Linked DNA regions of Zea mays: regions 1 and 3 are each linked to region 2. Evidence: chromatin contacts called from public Hi-C data. All regions are on one chromosome and are shown on one strand. Each heading gives the region's core, a stretch centred on a gene start, on an enhancer-like site or on the middle of the called end of the contact. The rest is flanking DNA. Distances are from core to core; before and after follow the strand shown. Region 1 holds the start of LOC100283344. Region 2 holds the start of LOC100274964 (Plant intracellular Ras-group-related LRR protein 4). Region 3 holds the start of sbp16 (SBP-transcription factor16).

What was found. A called contact is a pair of places that touch in the nucleus more often than the background predicts.
Region 1: a contact with region 2 is called in a Hi-C map of ear, with 3 times the contacts expected there. The contact joins the promoter of LOC100283344 here to the promoter of LOC100274964 in region 2. A contact is called at or near these places in 5 of 25 Hi-C or Micro-C datasets (ear, leaf and tassel).
Region 3: a contact with region 2 is called in a Hi-C map of endosperm, with 2.9 times the contacts expected there. The contact joins the promoter of sbp16 here to the promoter of LOC100274964 in region 2. A contact is called at or near these places in 2 of 25 Hi-C or Micro-C datasets (ear and endosperm).

Annotation. Positions count from the first base shown.
Region 1 is chr1:193,552,043-193,556,307 of Zm-B73-REFERENCE-NAM-5.0, reverse strand. It overlaps LOC100283344, which reads left to right and starts at 2,693. Exons shown (of 6, transcript NM_001371933.1): 1 at 2,693-2,846; 2 at 3,288-3,910. The coding sequence starts at 3,394.
Region 2 is chr1:193,294,796-193,299,529 of Zm-B73-REFERENCE-NAM-5.0, reverse strand. It overlaps LOC100274964 (Plant intracellular Ras-group-related LRR protein 4), which reads left to right and starts at 2,378. Exons shown (of 3, transcript XM_008670882.4): 1 at 2,378-3,676; 2 at 4,582-4,734. The coding sequence starts at 3,001. LOC103642143 (Pentatricopeptide repeat-containing protein mitochondrial) reads left to right here. Exons shown (of 3, transcript XM_035964197.1): 3 at 1-386.
Region 3 is chr1:193,775,519-193,780,380 of Zm-B73-REFERENCE-NAM-5.0, reverse strand. It overlaps sbp16 (SBP-transcription factor16), which reads right to left and starts at 1,649. Exons shown (of 11, transcript NM_001350289.1): 1 at 1,316-1,649; 2 at 535-1,220; 3 at 100-293; 4 at 1-7. The coding sequence starts at 1,166.

The DNA of each region.
Region 1 (4,265 bases), core at 1,444-3,943, 260 kb before region 2:
AATGGAAATTCCTAGTTCATTTCTCTCTCTCCTCTATGTGTGGCTCTCTTCTTTTTCCTCCCCCATGTGACTCTCTCCCTCCTCTCCATTTTCAACTCAAGAGATAGAGAAACCCATGGTGAAGTGGCAGCGTTGCATGCACGTTGTCATCAAACGACCTCGTGACGTTGCTCTAAGGCCACACACGACCTTACACACACATATGATGACAACTCAGCCCTTTCTTTATCATCGTCCATGCTTAGGACAATAAGGTAACGCCAACTAGGCCCTTCCTTTCGCTCTCCTAGCTCGAATGTGGAGAAAAACTAGGGTTAGGGTTTTGGGATATGGGGAGTTGGGGAATTCTACTTAATGTAGAGATTGAGCCACACTAATTGTCCCCCTACCCCTTGTTATAGATCTAACACTCGATTGGATCTAAGCTTGATTATGATGATTTGGTTTGGTTGAATCCTAAAACTTAAAAGAATTTCAATTCTAGGGTTAGTTTTTTTGTGTCAAAACCTTAGCTCTCATGCCACTGGTAGGTGCTATAGGATCGTAGCTCATAACCCTATCCGTTAGAACATGTAAAACTGATCCATAACTTTGGGATTGAAGGGGGGTTATGGGAAGGGGAGACTCTAGTGATTGACATGAAAGTCGTTGTATGATGGCAGCGACGTTGATAGTGTTGAGGCAGTGACCTTCCCCTTACTGATCTTGTTATTGTAGAACATGTATCATTTCGATTTGTGGAGACAAGGAGGTACCGACAAACAATGTTCACGTGTTAGTATCGTCCCTGTTTATATGCAATGGTGCGAAGGAGGATCGCAGTAGATGGTTGCGATCTGATTAGGACGCAAGAGATAGAGCTAGACTTGGTCCTCTTACTGAGTCTGGCTTGGTATCTACCCATTAGGATATAGTTGGTTTAAATTGAATCATAACACACCTCAACCTTGGCTACTCCAAAAGTGTGATGAGCATAACAAGCGCAACACTTTGGCAACAACTGGCATTACCCCAAGACAGTAAGGATGTCTCTAGCAGGTTACCCATCCTATCTCTTATTCCATGTTCTATTTTAAACTTCACTCTATGAACAATGTAATCTATAGTGCAAATCGTGTTTTGCACGACTATATGCACGATCTGCTGAAGATAGCCTAAACAATACCACACATTTAGCTACCTAAATCTAGAAGTGCGGCAGAGCAAGCTCTCTCTTAAACTAAAATAGGGTTGATAATGATCAATCAAATATATGTTGCTTAGGTAAATCAGCCAACCTCCTGTGTAAACCAAACAAAGAAAAAGAACATAAATCATGTAGACATGTCATGCTTGTTTTCTACTCGAACAAATTTACCAGACTTATGAAGCAACCCAAATGTTCGATTTTAGACACTTGGAGGGTATCCAAATAATATGAACTAGTACTAGCTCTAAACTAAACACTAAAAAGCAATTCAATTAGCTTTAACACTTGGAGGGTATCCAAATAATATGAAATAGTACTAGCTCTAAACTAAACACTAAAAAGCAATTCAATTAGATTTAAGCAGAAGTGGAGACTTAGGCCCTGTTTGAATGCACTATAGCTAATAATTAGCTGTTAAAATTAGCTAGAGCCATTTAAAGAGGCCTTTATTAGAGCCAAACAAGCCCATAAGGGCATGTACAATCCTTAGCCCTTGGATTGGTTTTAAATGTACAAGAGACAACCAAGAGATTCCATGATATAATTCAGAGACTTTAGATCATAAATGTAGTTAAGAAATAATATATAGAGAAAGTCGTCTCTTGTTATATTTATTTCTCTAAGGCATGTATAGTGGAGAGACATCAAAATGGTTCTCCAAGCATAAGAGACAACTAAGATACTATTATACAATGGAGTGTCTATAAATGTTGTCTATTAATAAATGTAGAAGTGAATGCGTCTGTATAGCATCAGATCGATATAACATACGACTTATCTGTACAAGGGAAGTGAAGGTGTTTGTTACTACTTAGGTCACAAGCCAGAGATGTCTCTTCACGGAGCGACGACTCCACGATTTTTTTTCAAATACACCCTTTAGACACTTCAAGAGCCTCTATATTAAACACCATTGGACATGCCTAAAGACCACTCAAATGGTCTCATATTGAGGGCTTATTCGGTTAGGGGTGGATTGAGGGAGACTGAAGGGGATTTAATCCCATTCTATACAAATTTGTGGGAGGGGATTTAATCCCCTCCAATCCCTTTCAATCCACTTTAAACTGAACAAGCCCTAAATGAGGTTATAAATGCCCTAAGAGCAACTCTAAGAGACTAGCCAGATCGTTTTGTAAAGTTAAATTTGGTTATTATTAGAAGAAAATTGTCTCCAATAGACTTGTAAATGACTCTCCAAATTTAGTAGCTCTACGTCACTATACATTCGTTTTTTATTATTCAATAGCCTGCTGCACTCGTCATACAAAGTTATAAATTTATATAGTCCGTTGAAATAATCTATTTGTTTATAAAATCTATTTTAGACACTAGCTAAATTAAATTTGGCTAATTTTTTTACTAATCTGCTCTAAAGGATAATAGGCAGAGGGATCTCAAAGTAAATAGCACAAGCGTTGGGGTCAAATGAGGTAGACCGCCGCCTCCGTGATCCATCTACTTCTCTTCCCTTCTTATCTGCTACAGCAATTTTGGCGTGCTTTACTTACCTGCTTTTTATTTTTTCCTTTTTCCGCGACAGAATCTTTTTTGTTAATTGCGAAAACGAAAGAGCCCGTGTGAACCGGAGAGGTGAGGAAAAGAGGAAAAGGGAGACATAAATTGGAGGCCATTATCAAGAAACCATGAGTTCTAGGTTAGCTGAAATCTCCCTTATTGTAATCTGTTCATCTCCTGGCGTGAGTCTGTGGCGCTAGTGTGATGCCTTCTCCTAGCTCATGGCTTCCGGTCTGGAATTTTGCTTACCCTCTTCGACTTATTGTTCTTTTCTCTTTATTCCGCAACTGTTGGGTCCGAAATTATGGTGATCTGTTCGGTATCCCCCCCTGCGAAATCCGGACAAAAGTGGGGATCTGCAGCTTCTGTGCTTTATTGGCTTTAAACCTACCTTTTCTTGGACCTTTTACCATTTCTTTGGCCCATTTCTTTTATCTCCCATTTCCGCCAGTAATTTGCTTTTCTTTTCGTTTCTACTTATTTCCACCTTCCATTTCTTCGAGAAATTTTCATGTACCGTAAAACTGTGTGCTTGTCGCGTGAAAGATCTCGTACTTAGCGGTTTATGGGTTTTTCGCAGGTTCGCAATCCCTAATCCTGATCTCACTTAAGCGCTCGTGAGCTCTCTCCAGTGGCTAAAGATTGCAGATTTGAGTTATAGTCCAAGAAACGGGTGGTGGTCCGCCATGGAGGTGAGGTCCGAGCAAGGGCTGATGGCGGGGAGGGATCTATTCGGTATGCCAAAGAGCCCGCCGGCGCCGGTTTCCGGGCCGCCGGCGTCCGCCGCCATGCAGAGCGTGCGCATGGCGTACACCTCGGACGGCACCGCTGTGTTCGCTCCGATGAGATCCTCGGCCGCGACGCCGTCTTACCAGCCGCAGGGTGCAGCCCACGGCGCTAGCATGTCCGCGGCGACAATCATTGGAGGCAATGGCGCGGCAGCTGCGCCGAGCATGGGGGAGCCGGTGCCCAAGAAGAAGCGCGGGCGACCAAGGAAGTATGGGCCCGACGGGTCCATGGCGCTGGCATTGGTGCCTGTGTCGGCGGCTACGGGGTCGCCGACGACAGGGCAGGGTTCTTCTGGGCCGTTCTCACCGGCTGGGTCAAATCTGACGAACTCTCTGTTGGTAGCCTCGCCGGACGGGTTCAAGAAGCGGGGCCGGCCTAAGGGTTCTACCAACAAGCCGCGCATGGATGCTGCTGGTAAAATTTCTACTGCTATCATTTACACTGATTTTAAGGTTTTGGTATGGTCTGTAGACTCAAAATGAGTAGGAACTGGCGAAGTATATGTGTCAGTTGTTATTGAGATTGCACTGGCTCAAGTGCCATTGTCTTTGTTAGAATTTGAATCTGCTTCATGTGTGCCGAAATATGTACACCCTTCTAGCTTTAATTAGTTAACTGTGCAAAACTATAAATTGTGGATGGATTTGTTTGTCCTCAGTTATTTCAGTGTACAATTTACCACGTTTTCTTTTCAAGAGTGGTGGCATGTGCTTTTTTCTCTGCTGAATTATGTAACATGCTGGTAGTTATTCTAAGTTCTGCAAAGCTG
Region 2 (4,734 bases), core at 1,129-3,628:
TGGAGATCACCGTCAGCGGCGAGAAGTACAGGTGCCTCCGGTTCTCGAAGGCGAAGAAGTGAGAGGTTGAACCAGGACGACACAGTCACTCAGGGTCAGGGGGGGGTAGTGGTACACCGAAATCTCAGTTTGGAGGCTAGTGTAAGAGTATCTGTCAATCTGGCACACAGGCTGTCGCTGTACGTGCTGGTTTGATGCTCACTGCGTCGTGCGTCCTCATTGATGATTTAACGATAGGGTCATTGAACCAGCGCACAACCTGAGAAAATGGTTGCGCTGTCCGTCCTGGGGTCACGGTAGCATGAACCTCAGAACTGATAACCTCTGTTTCGGACGGATACAATCGGGTTGAATGGGAGCCTTTCGTGTGCATGTGGAAGGTAAAATCCTGCGGTCTCTGTGTCTGGAACATGCTTGTTGCCTTGTTGGAACGAAAAGGGGAGTTTCGGCTTCACTGCACTGGCAACAATACGGTGCATGGGACTGGGACGTTATCTCGAACGAAGAGCACGTTGGGCCCCAGGTTTTACAGCGTCGGTCCTGTCCTATCATATCCTATCCTGACAAGGACCGTTACCTGAAAAGGCAGAGGTGGTCTGTCGAAGCGTGTGATGTGATCACCTCAACCGCCTGCCTGCCCTATCCCTACCCAACGTTGCCAATCCATTGACGACCACCGCAGAAACCAAACCAGCGGCAGCAGTAATACTACTATTCAAACACGTCACCCTGTTACTCTTTTGCCAAGTGATTAAGAAGCGAGTCCAGGATGGAGATGCGGGTAGTACACTACTAGGCGTCTTCAGATGAGATGAGAATGGAGACTGCGTCTGCTGTGCTGGGTGCTCTCATCTGCACGAACAAACACATCTCCCTGTCGTCCGGATGCGGCGGCAGCCATGTGCACGCCACGGCTGCCAGCCACCGCGACGCACTCACCCCGTCACCCGCAGTCCTCAGATACGAAAACTATCCTGCACTCGCACTGCACTCGCACCGCACCATGGTGGTGTGTCTGCCATGTGGGCCGGACGCGTCGTCGGACCCACATGGCGCGTGCCGAGGGATAACCCGTGGGCGCGCGCCGACGTGCTGCTGGCCAGCCCAGCGGTGGAGCGGTGGCTGGCTGGCCCATGCGCCGCTGCCGGACAGCGGTTCGAGGAGGCTTCCGCTCGCACGTGGACCCGCTGCCTTGCTGGTCCGGCCCGCGGCCCTTCGCCTTTGCCAGGGCAGGATCAAAAGGCCTCGAATTACCTAGCGGTGGTGCAGCAGGGTCATCACCGAGACACCGATGAACTCCGATCCACTCAGAGCTCAAGCTTCGTCGAGTCGAGAGATTCTCTCCGGACACTAGGACTCGACGGAGGAAGGTGTCGTCGATAGATGGTTATTAACTAACTAACTAACTAACTAACTAATCACTCACCCCACTTTTACCTTGACAAATGACAGTGCAGGGAGAATTTAATTAATTAATTAATTAATTAATCAACCACCGGGCAGCGCATGAAACCTGGTGGTATCTTGTTCCTCGGACGCCGTTAAACAACGTGCGATTCATGCAAGCTATACTTCTACAGTTCTACTAGTAGCATAGAGACGCCAATCGCCACCAGATCTACAACTAGGGGGCGTTTGGTTACTTGTATGGGTGAGCCTGACTCGTATCTAGTGAGCCTGGCTCAGACTGGACTGGCTGAGTGCATGCAGTATAGCGTGTTTGGTTGTGTGTATGTGGCCAGTCTGGTTCACAAGAGATGTTGTTTGGTTGCTTGCATGAGTACATGGTGCATGAGTTAAAAAAATTGTTAAATAAATTAAAAAATCTATTAATAGACACTAATTATATGGTAAATTGCTTAATAGATACTAATTACATGTTAATATACACTAATTATATATTAATCTTAATCACGTAATTTTTTTATTTGAAATATATATAGTATGAGTGGTCTAGTTTCGTTCGCAAAAATGTCAGGAACGCGGATATGAAATCGGTTCGGTGATTAAATCTTTTAATTAGACGATATAATGAAAAAACCAATTAAAAACGTGTCTCGATATGCGTGCACGAGTAAAGAGCTGGCTGAGCGGAGCCTGGCCGCGCGCGTGCGGCCGCGCGATGTGTTTCTGCCGGGCCTGGCTCGCGGCGCTTTAAGTTCCGTGCTAGCCTGTCTCGTGCGATACAACGAACCAAACAAACAATACTTTTTGCATAGATGCAGCTGCACCACCGGAGAAGGCAACCAAACGCCCCCCTACGGTATCCCGTCCCACGGGCGAACGAAGGCGGTAGCCGAGCAGCGACGATACTGGACGTCACTGGACAGGGACAGCACATCACATCACCCTCTCTGTCTGTCTCTTCCCTTGCCCGAGCAGGCCTCCCGGCTTCATTTCTACCTACGTGACCCCAAGCGCCGAGCCCGCTGATCAATCCATTTCCCATTTCCCCATCCCGAGACCAGGGCCAGGCACGCACCAGGAACCACCCACGGCGGCCACCGCCCCCGCCCACCCGCGCGATCGGTCCGCCCCCTGCGCATTGCGGCAGACCTACCTACCTCGGTGAGCCGTGCCCGTGGGCGAACCACCCCTCCCAATCCCACCTCCTCCCCACCGGACCGGCAATTCGGCGGTGTCCGAGCCGCCCCGTCCGTCCACCCCGCGCTGTTGGATCGGGCCACCGCCGCCGAGAAAAAAAAAGCTGCCTTTTTATCTCCTTCGGCCCGGCGGGCGCGCCGAGCTGTGATCCGGCGCCGCACACCTGGGCTCTGGTGGTTCCGGTTCTTATCCGGAAAGGGGGGGCGGCATCCGAGGCGGGGCGCCACGGGCGCCACGTGACGAGCGGTTGGCGATGGCGACGACGGGCGCGGGAAAGCGCAGCGGCGAGGCCCGCGCGCCGAGGCTTACATAAGGAGGATCCCGACTGCCCGTACCGTACCGTCGCGTGGGAAGGGACCGAGGCGCGGAGATCTGGGCTGTTCCTGAGCCGCCGGGATGGGGACCGCGCTCGACGCGGCGGCCTTCGGGTCGGTGGACGGCGTGGTGGGCGAGATCATGCGGCTGCACCGCGCCCTGCCGGCGCGCCCGGCGCCGGAGGAGGCGGAGGCCGCCGAGGCGCTGGTGCGCGCCGCCGACCGCGAGGAGCGGGCGCGCCTCGACGCCGCCGCGCGCTTGCGCAGGCCGCCCGCCGTGCCCGACGAGCTCTTCGGCGTCGCCCTCGAGATGCACCGCGCGCTCGCCGCCTTCCACTGCCGCGAGCAGAAGCGCGACGCCGCGCGCCTCCTCGAGCTCGACGCGCTCCACGGCCTCTTCGACGACCTCATCCAGCGCGCGTCGCAGTGCGTGCCGTCCAGCTCCGGCTCCAGCTCCACCCGCGCCGCGCCCCGCGTCGCCGCTGCGACCACCGCTGCCGCCTCGTCTTCCTTCGCAGCCGCGTCGTCATCGGCGGTGGCCGCTGACAGCGGCGCTCACCGCTACTCGTCGATGGAACCTAATGGGTTCAGCGCGCCGAGGATGGTGACCGGCATGGGGCGCGTCTCCATGGACGACAGCTACGTCAAGAAGGCCAAGGCCGCAGTGTGGGACGACAGGGTTGTGGCGTCGAGCTCCCATATGCCGCGAGGAGCAGTTTCTGCAAACTCCGTGGCGACTCCTGTGGACGGCGGCTATGGTGAGCCCATTCTACCTTCAACTGCTCTGTTTCCAAATTTGTGATTTCAGTGGAGTGCTTACATGCGCCTTCATGTAAATTGCTGCTACGATTTAGAGCTCTACCGAGTTAAACTTGAAGCATATGCATTGTTCTGTTGTGCAATGTTTTCAGATCGGCGATCAGCTTCTGATCGCCAGAGGACCGATCAGAGCGATTAGAGCGATTAATCGGACGATCAGTCCGATTAATCGGCTTCTGATCGGTTGATCAGAGCTCCTGATCGTCCAGGGCTGGGAAAACCGACCAGAGGTCCAGGCATCAGAAATTCAGCATTCAGCATTCAGATTCAGCAGTTCAGCACTTTAGCTAAACACTAGAAATAATGGGTATAGGCTTAAAGGCAAAGACCCTAGAAATAAAATAGTCTGCTACTGTTATGCTACTAAACTAACAAGGCTCATTGGCTCAATGTAGCCTGCTCTCTTACCATGCCACAGCCACACATTATATATGTTATATAAAGAACCAAAATGAAAAAGTAGCACGAAAGAAATGGGACAGCTTCACAGTTCACAGAAGATGCATGCAGTGAGTGGGCCGAAATGAAGTAACGAAGCAGGCCAAACTGATCGTCCGCGATCTAGTCGGACGACTAATCGCGATTAGTCGTCGACTAATCGGACGATCAGGTTTCTGATCGCCCTGATCGCGTCGGTACTCCTTATCGGATGCGTGATGACGATCAGTCGATTAATCGCCGATTAATCGCGATTAATCGGACGATCAGAAAACACTGAGTGTTGTGTATGAGACAAAATGGAATTTGCTTAGCTATCAACTAGTCCTTGATTTGTGATAATTGCTTGGCCGTTGGAAGTATGTATGTATTTATTGATTCTTTGCTTCATGATTGGCTTTCGCAGGAGATGACAACCAGAAATTGACCCTCATTAAGCTAGCTAGCATGATTGAAGTGGCTGCAAAGAAAGGCGCTCGCGATCTCAACCTGCAAGGCAAACTCATGAACCAGATCGAGTGGCTCCCTGATTCAATTGGAAAGCTCACTGGACTTGTCA
Region 3 (4,862 bases), core at 400-2,899, 480 kb before region 2:
TTAGAGCCTGTCATTACAGACAACAAATTCCACTATACTGGTTAAAATCACAAAAATCCTGAAACAACATGTTGAGAATGGAGTGTTAGTAGTCAGTACCTTGCAAGCGCGCAATCACTGTAATTAGATTGACAATATCTTGTGTTCTATTTGCTGCATTTTCTTGGTTTACAGGTAGCAGCAACTGTGAAGCAACATCTGTTGGCTGGGATTTTCTTCTCCGCCGGTTGTGGCCAGCAAGCCTCCGCCGGCAGCTCCTCTTACCCTCATCAAACTCCGCGAGTGGGTGAAATCTAAACGATTGATCAGAAGAACCGGCTTATTAGTAACTAAAACTCTCATAGCCTACACTCCATCGCCGGACGAGAGCGGACACCATGAAGCCATGATAGAGAAACATGCCTCTGGCCCAGCAAGCACACACGCACACAAGCCATGTCAACCGATCAAATCACAAAAACAGACTCCTAGCACTCTAGCAGCAGCATCACAACAACGAATCTCAGTTTACTGCAGTTACTGTCATTTATTTACCTACTACACTGCTGGCAGAAGCGCTGAGCCTGGTTGCCGACGACCGCCTTGGTGGTCTTGCTGTGGGTCTCGCAGACCTTGTGCCTCCGGTGGTAATCCTTGGCGCTGGTCAGATCCGCTCGACAGTCATCCACCTGGCACATCGGGTAGCTCGCGCCTCCGTTGGCAGTCCCACCGCCGCCCGGCCCTCCCCCAGCGCCCCCCGGCGATCCAGACCGCACCCGCTTGCTCGGCCTAACGACCGGCTCCTGCCCCGCCGCAGCCGAAGCTGGCGGGGACGCCGCCGCCGCCGCCGCGGGAGCCGTCGGGCTGGCGTCCATCGGGGTCGTGGAGTCCTCCTGCAGGCCGAGCTGGAGGTTCAGCGCGCCGGCCCCCTGGCGCTGCGCCTCAGCAGCCGGCTGGGGCTGGCCACCGGCGAGGCGGAGCGCATCGGAGGACGGCCTGGCGGTGAGCGCGCGGCTGTCCCAGTCCCACAGCCTGGGGTTCCAGTTCCCAGCGCCGGCCTCCGCGGCGCCGGCCGCGGGCCACGGGTGGCCGCGCTTCTTCGCGGCGGCGGCGGCGTGGGGAGGCATCGGCTGGATCTGGTGAAGGAAGAGCGGAGGGGCCACCTGCGGCCCCACCTCCCTCTGCATCGCTCCTCAAGGTCTCCGGGCCTCCCAACTCAGCCGCGGCAACCGATCAGGGATCTGCAGATGAGGTCAACCCGATCAGCGGCGCGGCAGCAGGGTACACGAGCGGCGCCGGGGTGAAGCGAGCAGCTGAGGAGAAATATTCCAGTTACCTCTCACGCAAGTCTTCGGCGCCAGTCCACGTCACCTCGCCGCCTCCCCAGCCGTCCAGAAATAGGGCCAGAGCAGAAAATATCCCTTCCCTGCCCACCTGCGTAGTGCTGGAATCGGCGGAGGATGAAGAAGTGGGAGTGGGAGAGAGAGAGGAATGTGCTGCCCGCCCTGATGGTGTGGTGCGGCGCTGGGAGGAAGGCGTGTGTAGAGAGACTAGAGAGAGAGGCAGCGGGGAATCGAGCGGAGAGAAGGCAGCAGCGCAAAGCGGGCGAGGAAGAGGACCTCCCGCGTGGGTAAGCGTCCTGGCGCGGCGACGGACGGGGGCCTGGTGGCGTGCGCCGTGTGCGTGGACGGCCGGATGGCAGGTGCGCGTAATTAGCGACCGGGCACGGGGGCGGGCCCGGACGGGTGCGGTGGGTGGTGGTGCCGCCGGCGCCGGCCCCACCCCCACGACGGGGACGGACGGGGAGGCCGTACGGGGCGCGGGTGGTACTGTACTGGTGGGGGCGGGCAGGCCGGAGCGAGAGCGATCGCGCGTCGCGGGCACCGGGCAGTCGGGCACACGTACCACCGCCACTACCACTCGTGGTCGTACCGCTGCCCCCCACCGCGTGCAGTGCGGCTCCTCTGGTCTGGCCTGGCCTGACTGACACCCACGCAGTGGCTATGCGTGCGCGCCTGCTTTGCTCTGCTCTGCCGTACGGCTTGCCTGGCCCGGCACGGACGTGGGGCGCTGCCGCGTCAAAATGGACTGGATCTCTATCGGCGTCGTAGGACGATTCCCCTGTGCGTGCCTGCCACATGCATTATTGTACTTGGTACGTGTACTGTAACATATTTACCACATGCTTCTTTTTTTTACACTTTATTATTTTTACTACTACGCGACGCTTTGGACAATCAGCACGGAAATCAAAATATGCGTACTCGCTCTAGTTCTATTTATAAGTCATTTAGGACAATTATAGGGTATCTAAAATATAGTTTTGCCCGGTATTTTTTATCAAAATATAAATGAAAATATTTATGCTTTTAACAAAATACACTTTAAGATAAATCGATGTATGTGACTATTAAATTTTTTAAAATTAAATAACAGAACGGTCATTTATACTCAAAGTTACTCGTACGCTTTGACCAATATTGGGCCCTTGGATGTCTTACGGTTGTGGCAAGGCCCGTCATGGCCTATCTGATCCTGGATGTCCTTTAAGTAGTTTGTTGGTTGGACACGAATGTCTCAAGCGCCATTCTTATTGTTCGTTTCATTCGGCGCACGCCTAATCAAAAGCATGTGTCGAACGGTCAGAGAACCATCAATGTGTTACCTCCGCATAGAGATCTATGGTACCTCTAGACCGTGGCGCCTAAGAGACTTTTGAGGTTTATAAGACCTAGGTTGATTTACCTCACAACGGGAGTTGCTCCATGCGACCACGGTATGGACTATGGTCGGGATTTGTTGAGGCGACCGAGGTCGGGCCCAACTTGGTCGCGGAGACCAGATCAGATCGTTCGAGATGAGCGAAATCAAGACCGACATGATCGAAGTGCCCCGGTGGAGATTACTTGGTATGATCGAGGTTTTGTTGTTGGTTCTTTTATCATTAAGGACGTATTCGATTATTTACATCCCATATGAATTGGATGGGGATGCAAATAACTAGTTGAGATTTTGAGTTTTTATGGATTTAAACTTATCTAGTCCCGTCCAATCCACATATATTGACATTAAAACGAACATGCTTAAAGTGGGTGGGGGTCGATCGTTTTAAGGTACCCTTGCATCGGTAGTAACTTATTTGAAACAACAATTTGAATCTAGATACCCATTACTCATATCTCTACTACTTATTAAGGCTGCAACAGTAGTTTGCCATTCCCGTGTTCTGCCACCATTCACATCTAGCTAAAATTAAAAAAACACATATGTCCTCAAGGGGATTTGAACTCGTGACCTCTCAAGCAAAGGCCAAGAGTAGCTACCGCTACACCACATGTGTGTTTATGTCTACATCTATGACAGGAAACACATCTACTACATCTCTCATCAAGCTCACTTGCTACCCTTACACAATGTGTAGTAGTAGATAAGTATCACCGAAATTCTTGAATTATATTTTCGGATGGAGGTAATATTATTTAAAGAAGAGCTTTGCATGCATTTTCTTTTGTTTGAATAATGTATTATACTTAAATTCTCTTTTTTGCATGCGTGACATTTTTTCTTCGTAACATTTTTTCCATGGATCAGACTTGTGAGTCATTTTCATAAACCAACGTCAAGCATGAATCCATGTTTCTTACTTGAAACCCCGAACAAACACCATTAGCAGGAGACACTCGCGTTGGCATCGCTCGTCGATGACGAGAAGAAGCTTGGCGACTGTCAGTTCGACCTCTAGAAGCAGTCCTACGTGGTCGTATGCATCGCTGTGTACGATAAGCTCTTGTGAAGCCACCGCTTGGACGCGGTCCAGAGCAGCTGCACCGCGCTGTCCATCGTTAAGCAGGGGGGCCTCATGGTTGTCGACGACTCTCGGGTTGTTCTGGACACCGCATACGACGACGCCATCACGCCGTCCAGCTCATCGTCCACCTGAAGTCCAACCTGCCACATAAGTCGCTACTGACCGGATATGAATTCTTGTGCGCTGGGACGATAGACGTTGCTGACGTTGTGTGAGTGTCCTCGAACATGATGTATGTAGTGGAGTAGCGCATCCGGTGGTGCAACGACCAGGGGTACTACCTCGTTGATGAGCCCGGGGTGCACATCGTTTGGCAGCCCAATCAAGAGTCATCGGTACTCGTCATGTCGCGCGTGTTCGACGACTACTATATCGAGGATTGTGGCGTCATCTTGGCGCCAGAGGTGACATAGAGGAGGATCGACAACAGTGACCAGTTCGTCATCCTCGCCACCGTCAGGGTAACTTTTGTGCTGATCTGCCTTTAATTCTCTTCGCAAACACACACTTACCTTTTGTTTAAGCAAGAGCGTATGGTGGTGCGTGTCTGATGACTAACGATGTACGAGGAAAATTCTTCCGGTATGTGTGGAACGTGCTCTACAATGATGAGATCATACAAATCGTGACATATATTGAAGTCTGCATGATACTGATGGTTGCATTGTAGTGGTGAAACAACTAAATTAAAATAATAAAATTTATGTATGGCTAGGATCACAAATTGATTATGAAACATTTTCTCATAACAATATAACACTCATTTTGTATATAAGTTATCGTAGTATACTGGTACTTCCGTTGCAACGTACGGGCACTCAGCTAGTAAATCTGAAGGCTCTAGTAAAAACAAAGACCCCACTAGAGTGGAATTGAAATAGATCCAAAAAATTAAAAAATCATAATTTAAAATAGAGCCCTCTTGTCTGATTTAATTCGTGTCACATCAGATATTTGAATGCTAACGACGAGTATAAAATATAGTATATTTAAAAAACAATTATATAGATGAAGACTAAGCGATGAATCAGATCTATCAAGTCCAACTAATCCATGGTTATCAAATGTGTAATGT